Regions from separate parts of the Neogale vison genome. Here region 1 is linked to region 2. Evidence: chromatin contacts called from public Hi-C data. All regions are on one chromosome and are shown on one strand. The core of a region is the stretch at or near the end of the contact, and the rest is flanking DNA. Distances in the headings are between cores, read along the strand shown.

Region 1 (6,116 bases), core at 1,239-3,738, 360 kb before region 2:
GAACTATTTTACATCCCCATCAACAGGGTATAGGAGTTCCAGTTGCTCACATCCTTACTAGCACTTAGTACCCTCAATTTTTTTAATTGTACCTATTCTAATACTGGTGTATTTTTGTCTCATCATGATTTTTAAAATTTGAGGGGGCACCCTCATGGCTCAGTCAGTTAAGCATGTGACTCTTGATTTAGGCTCAGATCATGGTCTCAGGGTCATGAGATCAAACCCCGAGTCAGGCTCCATGCTGCACACGCAGACTGCTTAACATCCTCTCTCCCTTTCCTTCTGCCCCTCTCCAACTCCCTCCCAAAAACTAGATAAAAGTTTGAGACATAATTGATACGATATACTGTATGTTTTTAAATGTACAATTTGATACTTTGGGCATGTATACAACCATGAAACCATTGCCACAATTAAGACAGAACATACCTGTTACCCCCAAAGTTTCCTTGTGCTATTTTGTAATTCCCTTTTTCCACCCAAGGCCCCCACCTAAGCAACCACTGATCTGCTTTGTGTCACTGTAGTCTTATGTAAGTGGAATCATACAAAATGTACTATTTTAATGTCTGGCCTTTTTTATTGAGCGTGATTATTTTGAGATTCATCCATGTTATTCTATGTGACAACAGTTGGTTCCTTTTTATTGCCAAGTTGTAGTCCATTGTATGGACTACATTTGCTTATCCATTCACTTGATGAACATTATGGTGGTTTCCAGCTGTAGATGGTTACAAATATGCTGCTGAAAACTGAGCTGCTATTTTTTAAATGTCTTTTTAATCAGCTTTATTGAGGTATAATTTATCGTCTATAAAATATACTTTTAAAGTGCATAGTATGATGAATTTTTACAAATTCCTACTCACTATGTAACTAACACCACATCAAGATCTACAACATTGGCTTCATGGCAAAGATTCCCTTGGGGTTTTTTCCAGGCTCCTCTCTCACTCCTCCATTCCCAGCAATCTTTTGCTTTCTAGTCAATCTAAAATAAATTTGTAATTCCTAGAGTTTTATAGAAAAGGGATCATACGGTAATAAATTCTAGTGTTTTTATTCTGAGTATGTTTTGTGAGTCATCCATGTTGTAAGTATTGTCAAGTATCAGTAATTCATTGCTTTTTGTTAATGATAATAATAATGCTGTATCCCATTGTATGAATTTACCACAATTTGCTTATCCACTGACATGTTGTTGGGCATTGGGTTGTTTCCAGTCTTTTGCTGTTAAGAGTAAAAGTTGCCGTGAACATTCATGTACAGGCCTTTGTATGTACATGTTTTCATTTTTCCTGGTAAATGCCAAGGAATGAAATTGCTGAGTACAGTAAATACACGTTTGATTTATTAAGAAATGGCCACTCTTTTCTAAAGTGGTTGTACTATTTTATAAAAGTCAAACCAGCAATACCGATTGTGTTTGGCAACACTTATATTAACAGTTTTTAAAATTTTAGTTATGTGGGTGAGTAGTAGCTCTTTATGTTTTAAATTTGCATTACTCTGCTATGATGTTGAGCATCTTATGTGTTTATTGGCCTGACTCATGTATCTTTTATAAAGTGTTCAAATATGTCACCCATTCATAATTAGGTTGTTTTCTCTTACTGAGTTATAGGCGTTCTTTATATAGTCTGAATACCAATCTTTGGTCAGAATATCTTTTTCACATATACATTCCCACGTATTCAAGCCAAAGGGTACTCTTTGCTACCCCTTAAATGGGGGAAGGCCTTTGTGTTTCAGAGCCTTTGAACTCTGTGTTGGCTGGAATGCTGTTGTCCCAGATCATACAGCTTGCTTCCAGACCTCGTCCAGTCACTTTCTGGTGAGATCTTAACCATCCTATTTGAAATAGTAATACCCACGGCCGGGCATTCCTCCCTTTTCCTAGCTTTTTTTTCTCCATAGCACACACCTACCCGACAGCTATATTTGTTATTTACCTGTGTAAATGTACCTATTTAAAGAAAAGTGCTGTCCAAGAAGGGCTCCAACCATAAACATGGAAAATAATTATCTGCAACCTGTTTAGAGGATTACTTCCTCTCTTGGAGGCTGATAAACTCTTACGGATGAGAAATTTCTGAACCTGCTAGATGCAGGAAGAAGTTCATTTCATCAGTGTCCTGCCACCTATCTTTTAAGTACCGGAGGCAAATCTGTCCATTCCCTCTCCCCTAGGAGACCCTCCGTAAATGACTGACCGCACCGACAGCAAGAAGGGAATGAGTCCCGCCTACCCCGCAGAGAACTGTAGCGGAGACGAAGGAGCTCATCCCGGCCAACACTGTGCTTTGCACTGGAAGAAACCTACGTCTCGCCCAACACGCGTCGGAGAGAAGGCCAAGACTCGGCACTGAAACCTCAGCGTCCAGTCCCTGGGTCCTTAGCGTCCCCGTCGCCGGAAGTGACGGACAGGGCCTCCCGTCACTCCGCGTCCGCTGACAGCTCAGGCTGGGGAAGAAGCGTGTCGCGAGGGGCGGACGCCGCTTCGGCCCGGCTTCCGGAATGTGAGGGCTTTGTTTCCAAGGGGAAGGTTTTCCAGGAGGACCGGAAGCGCGAGCGTGTGGGTCCTCTCGGGGTTGGAAGGCCAGCCCCGGGAACGCAGCCCGGCAGGGGCAGGCGCCCGCTCACTGACGTCCTGAAAGGGCGGAGAAGCGCGTCTAAGAGGGACCAGACCCGGGGCTTTGGGCGCCCTGGTAAATGGACTCTTAACGGCAAGTGGGAGAGAAGAAGGAGTCAGGGCTCTGCCGGTCGGGGGCGCAGAGCGGGGAGAGAGCCCAGGCACCGGAAGCCGGGGAGGCGGCGGCGGCGGCGGCGGATAGAGTGTGGGCCCCGCGCGCCGGGGATGGAGTGACGGCTCGGAGTGGCGGCGCTGGGGGCTTTGTCGCACGAGCAGCGGAAGGACCCGCTGTGGCTTACTTTTTGAGGGGATCGCTCTTTCTGCCGGCCGGAGGTTGGCTGGTGGGAGGGCGAGAACTGCGAGGCGACAGCCCCGGGAAGGCCACAGCCGTAGATGAGGGAGCGGTGTTGCTGGGGGCGGTGGGTATAGGCGAGAAGTGGGCGGGTCAGAGGGATACCTAAGAGGTAGAATCGTCAGGACTGTGGATTAACTATGGGGTAGGTGTTCGGGGATGATTCCAAGTTTCTGGCCTAAGTGAGGGAATTTATTTTGACCTTTGCCAGGTGTCCTTTTTTCCCTAGTGTTAAAACATAAACAGCGAAGAGGTTTTTTTTCCTGCTGATTATATGTATTCCTATTTTGTGTGCCCACTGTAGAAAATTCAGAACGGACATCTTTTTAAAATAGAAGGTAAAAATGACCAATATTCCTACCACCCGAGATGGCCATATTTTGGTGTATTTCATGTTTTTGTCTTCCGTGTGTATCTTTTTTGTGAAATTGGGAATATATTCGTTATTTTTTTTCTATATCTTTTTCCTCCCATTGGACATTCCCATGACTATAAAGATTGAACTGCGGTGTGCCAAGATATGATCCACACATACTGCTTTTTCCTAATAAAAAACTCAGATGTCATTCCACCAAGTCAGAACTTTTTGGTTTATTTTCCTTTCAGTATTTTTATGCACTTTTTTGAGAAGTCCACTATTTATGCTACATTTTAGGTTTTGTTTTTCAATCACATGTTTTAAATCAGTGTTATTTATTGCTGTTTTCACACATCCTTAACTGCTTTTCGGGACTATGGTTGTTTAGTTGCAACAAATTCCGTTATTAGCTAGATAATTTTTCAACTTTTTGCTATTAGGATGATGAGAGGGACATCTAGTTTACATAAATTTTCAGGTTTTTGGTTTATTCTTTGAAAAGAGTCGTAGAAATGGAACCAAGTAAAAGGATAAAATGAATCTATCAAATTGCCTCATCCAAATATCTCACTAAGACTTTGATTGACATTGTTTTTTTTTTAAAGATTTTATTTATTTATTTGACAGACAGAGATCACAAGTAGGCAGAGAAGCATGCAGAGAGAGAGAGAGGAGGAAGCAGGCTCCCTGCTGAGCAGAGAGCCCAATGTGGGGCTTGATCCCAGGACCCTGGGATCATGACCTGAGCTGAAGGCAGAGGCTTTAACCCACTGAGCCACCCAGGCGCCCTGATTGACATTGTTTTAAAGGTCATATTTTTGCAATACTTTGATTATCAATTCAGAGATATGGTTGTCTTTCTGGTTAGTCAAGTTCTTGTCTTTTATGTTTCTTTTATGTCTTTGTCCTTTCCTTATTAAACTTATGTGTAAGAAAGGGCCAGTAATTGATCTTGTTTTCTTTTTCTTTGTTTAGTGATTGTACCCTCTCTGCTCAGATGTCATTATGAAATGAGGATCTTTGAGTCAGGTGTCATACTTTCTTCAATAAAATTTTCTTAATATTTGTGTCTAGGTTCTGCTAAAATTAAGCTCAGGAAGCTAAAAAGGCTAAGTTGGCATGAGGTTTTACTAATAGCATCAGCAACCTCTTGTCTAACAAATTCCTGACATTGTGCTCCTACTTGGCTATTAGAGAAGCTTCCCCTCAGCCATGCATCAGATCCTGTCTGTACAAGAAGGGAACCAGGCAGTAACCTTGATCCTTTCTGAAGAATGGTAAAGGAAGCTAGAAACACCTCAGCGTGGGTGGGAAGACATCTCATCAGGATGCCAAATGTGCTTTTGGGATGGATTCTTCTAGTTTAACAGTTCTGCCATCTTTTTAAAGTTATTTTATTTGTTAGCAAGGCTATTTTTTAGTGAATTATAACATTAACTTTTAAACAAAGTCTTTTGGTCTTTTTGGTTTTATGCAAATAGACTCCTGCTTGTCTATGAAATGCAGTTAACACATCAGCTGGACCTATTTCCCGAATGCAGGGTGACCCTTCTGTTATTTAAAGATGTAAAAAATGCTGGAGACTTGAGAAAAAAGGCCATGGAAGGTGCTATTGATGGTTCACTAATAAACCCTAAGGTGGTGAGTATAAGTGAGACTAGCTGAGCTATAACAGGGCATTGAAGAGTATGTTAATTTTTCATGATGTTACAGGTTAGCCTAAAACTGTCACCTTTGGGTAAAGAGTTCTCGTCCAGGCTTTGGAGTCAGGCTGGGCCAGCCTTGAATTTAACAGTGAATAGAAGCCTAAGTGCTGGAAACTTCCCCCAGGAGATAAAGAAAGGTTGTGGTCAGGCTCTGACCTAATGGCACATTCCTGGATCTTCATCTTCTTGTCTGAACTAGAAAAAAATCTCTGCACAGGATTTGAAGGGCACATGCACCCAAATGTTTATAGCAGCAGTGTCCACAATAGCCGAAATATTAAAAGAGCCCAGATGTCCATTGACAGATAAAGAAGATGTGGTATATATATACAGTGGAATAGTACTTAGCCATCAAAAAAGAATGAACTCTTGCCATTTGCAGCAACATGGGTGGAACTAGAGGGTATTCTGGTAAGCGAAAGAATTCTGTCAGAGGAAGACGAATACCATATGATTTCACTTACGGAGAATGTAAGAAAATGTGAATATAGGGGAAGGGAAGGAAAAATAATGATGAAAATAGGGAGGCAAACGATAAGATGTTGAACTCTAGAAAACAAACAGGGTTGCTGGAGGGGAGGAGGGTGTAGGGATGGGTGATGGGCATTTGAGGTAATGAGCACTAGGTGTTATATGTAAGTGATGAATCCCAAATTCTACCCCTGAAACTAATACTATATGTAAACTAAATTGAATTTAAAGAAAGAATTTTAAAAATAAATAAAAATTTTATAAAGCAGTTATTTGGGGGGAAAAAAAATCTCTGCACAGGAGGCAGGTATAGTGGTTAAGCGGCCACACTGTGGAAACACAGCAGCAGAATTTAATCCCAGCTTTGCCATTACAACTTTGAGCAGGTGGTGGCCAACCTTCGGAGTATGCTGACTCTGTTCCTTTCCATATACCAGCTCAGTCTTCACAACAACCTTATGAAATAAATACTATGACTATCTGCATCTAACAGATAAACAGGAATTTGCCCAGGTCCCCTCAGTGGTTGAGTGACAGACGCTCTTTGCTTTGGTTTCCTTATCCACTGCACATGAATAATAATACTGATTTCAT
Region 2 (5,593 bases), core at 757-3,256:
TGTGGGGCTTAAACTCATGACCCAGAGATTAGGCATTGTATGCTCTATAGACTGAGCCAGCCAGGCACCCCTTTACCTATCTTCTGATCACAGAAGCCTTCTGGAATACCGAGGGCTAATTCCATGACAGCAAGGATTTTTGACAGGTTTCACATGCCAAAAGGAGTCTTGTCAAACAAAACTCTGATGGAAGTCTTGTCAGTAGGACAGATTACAGGGAGGGAAGAAGAAACCAACCACCTAGCAGAACAGCTAAGATCTGCTGAGTGCTTACTCCATGCTGGATGCTCTGTATGTAGCAGCTCAAAGAATCCCCTTAATACACTGAGGGCAGGAAATTTAATAGCATGCTCAAAGTCACATACCTAGTAGGTACCAGCTTAGTTACAAAACCTAGGTATCCAGTGTAGCTCTGGAGTGACTTCAAGAATAGGTATTGCTGGGGCACCTGGGTGGCTCAGTGGGTTAAAGCCTCTGCCTTCGGCTCAGGTCATGATCCCAGCGTCCTGGGATCGAGCCCCGCATAGGGCTCTCTGCTCAGCGGGGAGCCTGCTTCCTCCTCTCTCTCTCTGCCTGCCTCTCTGCCTACTTGTAATCTCTGCCTGTCAAGTAAATAAATAAAATCTTAAAAAAAAAAAAAAAAGAATAGGTATTGCTGGAGAGGGACTGAAAAAGGGAAGTACTAGAGGTATGAAGGGGAGAAAAAAGTACAGATAAATTCTAGGTTCCTTCTATCATGGTACAACTGGACTCCCAGGGCATCCGGTCACAGAATGAACACATACCTCACAGGTGTCAGTCTGACCTCTACCAGGACAGGGAGCGGCTATAGAAGGCCAGCACTTAACAGAAGATTTCCTCTGACTGACAGACCAAAATGAGTCAGTGAACTGCCAAGTGCACCACAGGGAGCAGCATCTAAGTCAGGGTCTTGCCTCAGACACTCCCTTAAAAGCTGGCCCTGTTCAAAAGCAACTCAGGAGGCAACAGCAGGCTTGGGATCCATTGAAAGCATCTACGGCCCTGAGATGGCACAAAGGGCTAGGGCGGAAGTGGGCTGGGCTACAGGGGACCTCCAGGATTCATCGACACCCCTAATTCAAGAAAAGGAGACCCAGCGTTAGATGGCCAACTAGAAAAGCCTGGTCTGATGCCAAGTCCGGAAGGGCAAACAGAGTCGGAGTCAGAGTCCGGGTCTTCCCACCTCTGCCGTAGTGTCCCCATGTGCCCTGTCCATTCTCCTGGCTGAGAAGCTGCAGCCCCAACAACCAGCTGGCATTACATGACATTCAGTAGGCACTAAATATGCTTTTACTTAAGGAACGAACGAGTGAGTGGTAAAGTACAAGCCAAGTGTGTTTCCATGTATGCAGCAGCAGGCGGGCTGGGGGACCCGCGAGCAACCACAGTTGAGTCTCTCCGCTCCGCCCAACATAAGGTCCCCATGCTGCCCGTTCTAAGAAGCACACGTTTTTTACACCCCCACGTTTCCCAAGGCACCCGCCGACCGTGTATGCACGCACGCTCAAAGTCGCACTCGTTTAACACAGCTTATGATTGTGAGGGGGCTCCAAAAACCCGGTCCCCTAAGCGGGCTCGCGGCCCCGAAGCAGCCTGGGACTTGTAGTCCGCAGCCGGCCAGACCAAAGCCTTCCCTCCAGCCCCACAAAGGCCTCGCCCAGAGCCCCAGTTCCGTGCGGGGGCCGAGCCAGGCCGCGGCGGGCCGGGGTCGCCGGAGACAGGGGATCCGCCTAAGGACAGAGTCAGTAGGTAGCGGAGGGCCCTATGGTATCGACCCGGGCCAGGCGGTGCCACCCACGGGCCGGATGGCAGCGGATGGCGACAGATAGGCGAAACGCCACTCACCATCATTTTGGAAGCTTATTCACTGGCCCGCTACGCCTCCCGTCTTCTCCGCGTCCGGGCGGCCCAGCAACCCCACAATCCCCCGCGCCAGAGAAGTCCCCAGAAGCTTCGCCAAGCCGTTGGCTCGGGAGAGGAAGGGGACGGGCCACTTCCGCCACTCTATGGCTTGTTACCACAGAGTCGACACGGCTAGAAGGGCCAGAGGCTGGGTCTTTGAGGGAGCTTTTGGGAGAAGTGTTGGTTACCTAGGGTCGCCGGATTCGGGTTGTGCTTTTCTCTTTGAATATGTAGAATCCTTGTTCGGTCTGCGTCACCCGCTAACCCTCATTCCATCCCCCCTCATCCCGAACGCCAGACCAAGAAATACAATAAACACGAACATTTATTGAGCGCTATGGGATAGGCTTACGTTAAATATGCACTTGGTGAGAGATTTCATGAACCCTTCCAATCCTATCGCGTTGGTACTATTATCATGCCCATTTTATAGATGGAGGAACTGAGGCTGAGAGGTTATGAAAGTTGTGCAAGGTCACAGCTGTAGGCTAAGTGGTAGAAAAGCAGGCGTGGGCACCCGGCACCTGGCCCCAGTGCCCGTTTTCCGGCTCTGCGCTAGCCACAGCCTCCTCGAGGGAGGGGATCACTGAGCCGGTCCCCAGCGCCTACCGAAAGAGAGCGCGCAGGCACTGGTGGAACTGGGCAGAGGACGAGAGGAGTGGAGGTCGCGGAAGACCCATCTGAGCGCCAGACGAACGCCTTCCCAAAGAGGGGGTGAGGAGGAGGAAAGCACGGTGGAGAGAAGCAAATCGTCGTCTTGCTAGGCGGCCGCAGGGAAGATCCGGCCGAGTCCGCACCTACTGACGGCTAAAGCGAGTCCAGAGAGTTGCCCATCTCCAGTCCGCTTTCCTCCCCGGCCCGCCCACCAGCCCGCGCCGTCCTGGAGCCGAATCCAAACTAAGAAATGCTAGGGCGCAGGGTGGGGGGGGGGCGGTGGCAGTTGCTGTTAAGAGTTTAGACCAATCAGCCCTCGGCCCCACTTCCCTCGACCAATAGGAAGTAGGGTAAGGCGCAGAGGCGGAAAGTATAGCTGCACGAACAGGCATCAGAGCCAATCAGCCGTGGGCCTCGTTCCCGTCCGCCAACCAGCAGCAAGAGCGGGTCTGGGGGCTGGAGGCCGGAGCAGCTGTCAGGCTGAAGTCCGGCGAGCTAGCGCGGTGGGGCGGTCGGAGGAAGCGCGGCGCCGGGCCCGGCCCTGGAAATGGTCCCCGGCGCCGCGGGCTGGTGTTGTCTCGTGCTCTGGCTCCCCGCGTGCGTCGCGGCCCACGGTGAGCGGCAACGGGCGGGGCTGCGCTGCGGGGCGGGGCTGGTCCTCTAGCTCGCTCGCGTGTCGGGCCGGGAGTCACGGGTCACCTTGGGGACCCCGCGAGTTCGGGGCAGGGCGGGTCTGGGGATAGGCGACTGGACTGGGTGGGTGCTGGCCCCCGGCGACTTGAGCAGGGCGCGGCCTGAGGCTGGACTCTGAGTCCTCACCTCCCCACGTCGAAGCAGGACTCCTCTCCACGCCCCCAGTAGCGCCGACCCAGATGGCTGAAGGGGCGACCGGGAGAAAGAACAAGGGCCAGCTAGAGATAGTACAAGCTGGAGATACGTATGTGAGCATACAGGGGCATACATTCTTACACGTGGGCTCACATGTACAGGCACACACTTACACACACAACCTGTTTGCTCCTGAAGGAGCACATAAACATATACACCCTACACACACTTGAGCACATACGTGTACCCACACTTGATTTACACATATCAGCAGATGCAAAGGCCAGGCGAAGATATGTGTGGGAAGGAGGAGGAGTTTAAAGAAGGCTTCTTGGGAATGTATCTGTATCTGGTGGGAAGTCCCCACTCCCAGGGTAAAAGCTGTGAGCCCAATGCCAAGCCAGTGGAACTCTCTCTGGTGGCTGTGATTTGGCCTGGAGACAAGGATCGCTAAAGCCACAGTCAGTCCTAACCCTGACGCACAGTAGTGGTTTGATAGTCTGTTGACTGACTACTTGACCTGTGGCAAGCAGCTTCCACATTTCCACATTCCTCAATCTCTCTGAGCTGAAGAACTAGGGATTCAAGTCCAGGTAAAATATTAAACTTTGGTGCTGAAGAGAAGATCCCAAACCCCAGAAAAATCTGGTTGTTCTGAAAATTCTCTTCCTCAGTGCAATGGAGCTGAAAATAGTTCTTCACTCCTTCGACAACCTTTATTGAGCACCCACATATCCCAGCCGCTGTTACATAATGTGGATACAGCATTGAACTAAGCTCTGAAACTGTGGTTCTTGCCTTAGTGGAGGAGACCGACATTAAACAAAACAGTATGAATACTGTATAATTACAAATTATGTTGAAAGTGTCAAAGGAGAAAAAGCTCATTTTGGAGGGGCATGGGGGAGAGCAATGACAGGGCAGAAGGTTTCTCTAGGAAGTGACATATCAGTTATGACCTAACCAATGAGTAGGAGTGAGCCCGGTGAAGAGGCATAGCTGGGGTGGGGAAAGGGGAGGAAGCCTCCCACATAGAGGCAACGCCTACAAGAAGACTCAGAGAAGGGAAGAAACTGAAAGGAGGCCAGGAAGGAGTAGATGAGGTTGTAGCAGCCAAGGGCCGGATGGAAGAGGACCCTACAGGCCACAGTTGAGATTTAGATTTTATTCTGAACACAAAGGCTAGTTGTTGAAGGGTTCTGGAGCCATAAGCGTGGTGACCTCATCATATTTGCTTAATGATATTTTAAGAAGCGCCATGGCTGTTGTTTGGGGGAATAGACCATAGAGAGCAAGAACAGAGGCAGACAGACCAGTTAAGAAGCTGGACCCATGGGGACAAGAAAGGACAGTGGCTGGACAAGGGGCATGGCAGTGGAACCGGAGTCAACTTTTAAGTTTTAGTGAGCATCGTTTTATACTCAGGCTACCACAGCTCCACCTTGAAACTCTCATGTCCACTTCAGAGCAAAGATGGATTCATCCCGAGAGAGAACACAGAGGCTCTTCCTCTTCCTGGCTCCCCTGTGCAGCAGCAGTGGTGGCAGCAGCAGCAGTGGCGGCAGCAGCAGCAGCAGCAGCAGCTGATATGTCTGGGGTTACTAACTCTCTTTGCATCAGGGCAGAGACCATCCATCTCACCCATCAGGAGGACTCAACATGGCTAAAGTTGGGCCCCTGAGCCCAGACTACAGCCAGCCCCATTGAAGACAATGGGTCCATGATCTGAACTTGAACCAGCTTGTTCTTTGGAGGCTTCTCACCCGTACTCTTTTATCTTTCAGGCTTACGCATCCATGATTATTTGTACTTCCAAGTGCTGAGTCCTGGAGACATTCGCTACATCTTCACAGCCACACCTGCCAAGGACTTTGGTGGTATCTTTGTAAGTTCAGGGAGACCCCTTTGTCTCTGATCTTATCTCTATCTCCATCCCACCAAGTAAGGCGACCCTCTCATCCCTTCAACCAATACTTGAGTGCTGGGACAGGGGAGAATGCAGAATCCTGGTCTGTCCTCCTGGGGCTGCTGTGCAGGAAGGAAAGATTTCTGGTTAGCTACCCTCCCAGGTGTAATACAGACTTGAGCACCAGACAGGGACAAGCTGTCTTCTTTGGGGACATGAAATAGTGAGAAACCAAGGGCTCTGCTAGCTTTGTCTGCACTATGTGACTTAAGGCAGGTCACT

The links. A called contact is a pair of places that touch in the nucleus more often than the background predicts.
Region 1: a Hi-C map of muscle shows a contact between it and region 2, with 5 times the contacts expected there. The contact joins the promoter of TPRKB here to the promoter of CCT7 in region 2. A contact is called at or near these places in 2 of 3 Hi-C or Micro-C datasets (fibroblasts and muscle).

Annotation. Positions count from the first base shown.
Region 1 is chr8:94,328,232-94,334,347 of ASM_NN_V1, reverse strand. TPRKB (EKC/KEOPS complex subunit TPRKB) reads left to right here and starts at 2,488. Exons shown (of 6, transcript XM_044261400.1): 1 at 2,488-2,711; 2 at 3,292-3,325; 3 at 4,827-4,986. The coding sequence starts at 4,846.
Region 2 is chr8:93,969,404-93,974,996 of ASM_NN_V1, reverse strand. It overlaps CCT7 (T-complex protein 1 subunit eta), which reads right to left and starts at 2,006. Exons shown (of 12, transcript XM_044261384.1): 1 at 1,867-2,006. The coding sequence starts at 1,872. It overlaps PRADC1 (protease-associated domain-containing protein 1), which reads left to right and starts at 3,043. Exons shown (of 5, transcript XM_044262469.1): 1 at 3,043-3,191; 2 at 5,190-5,290. The coding sequence starts at 3,125.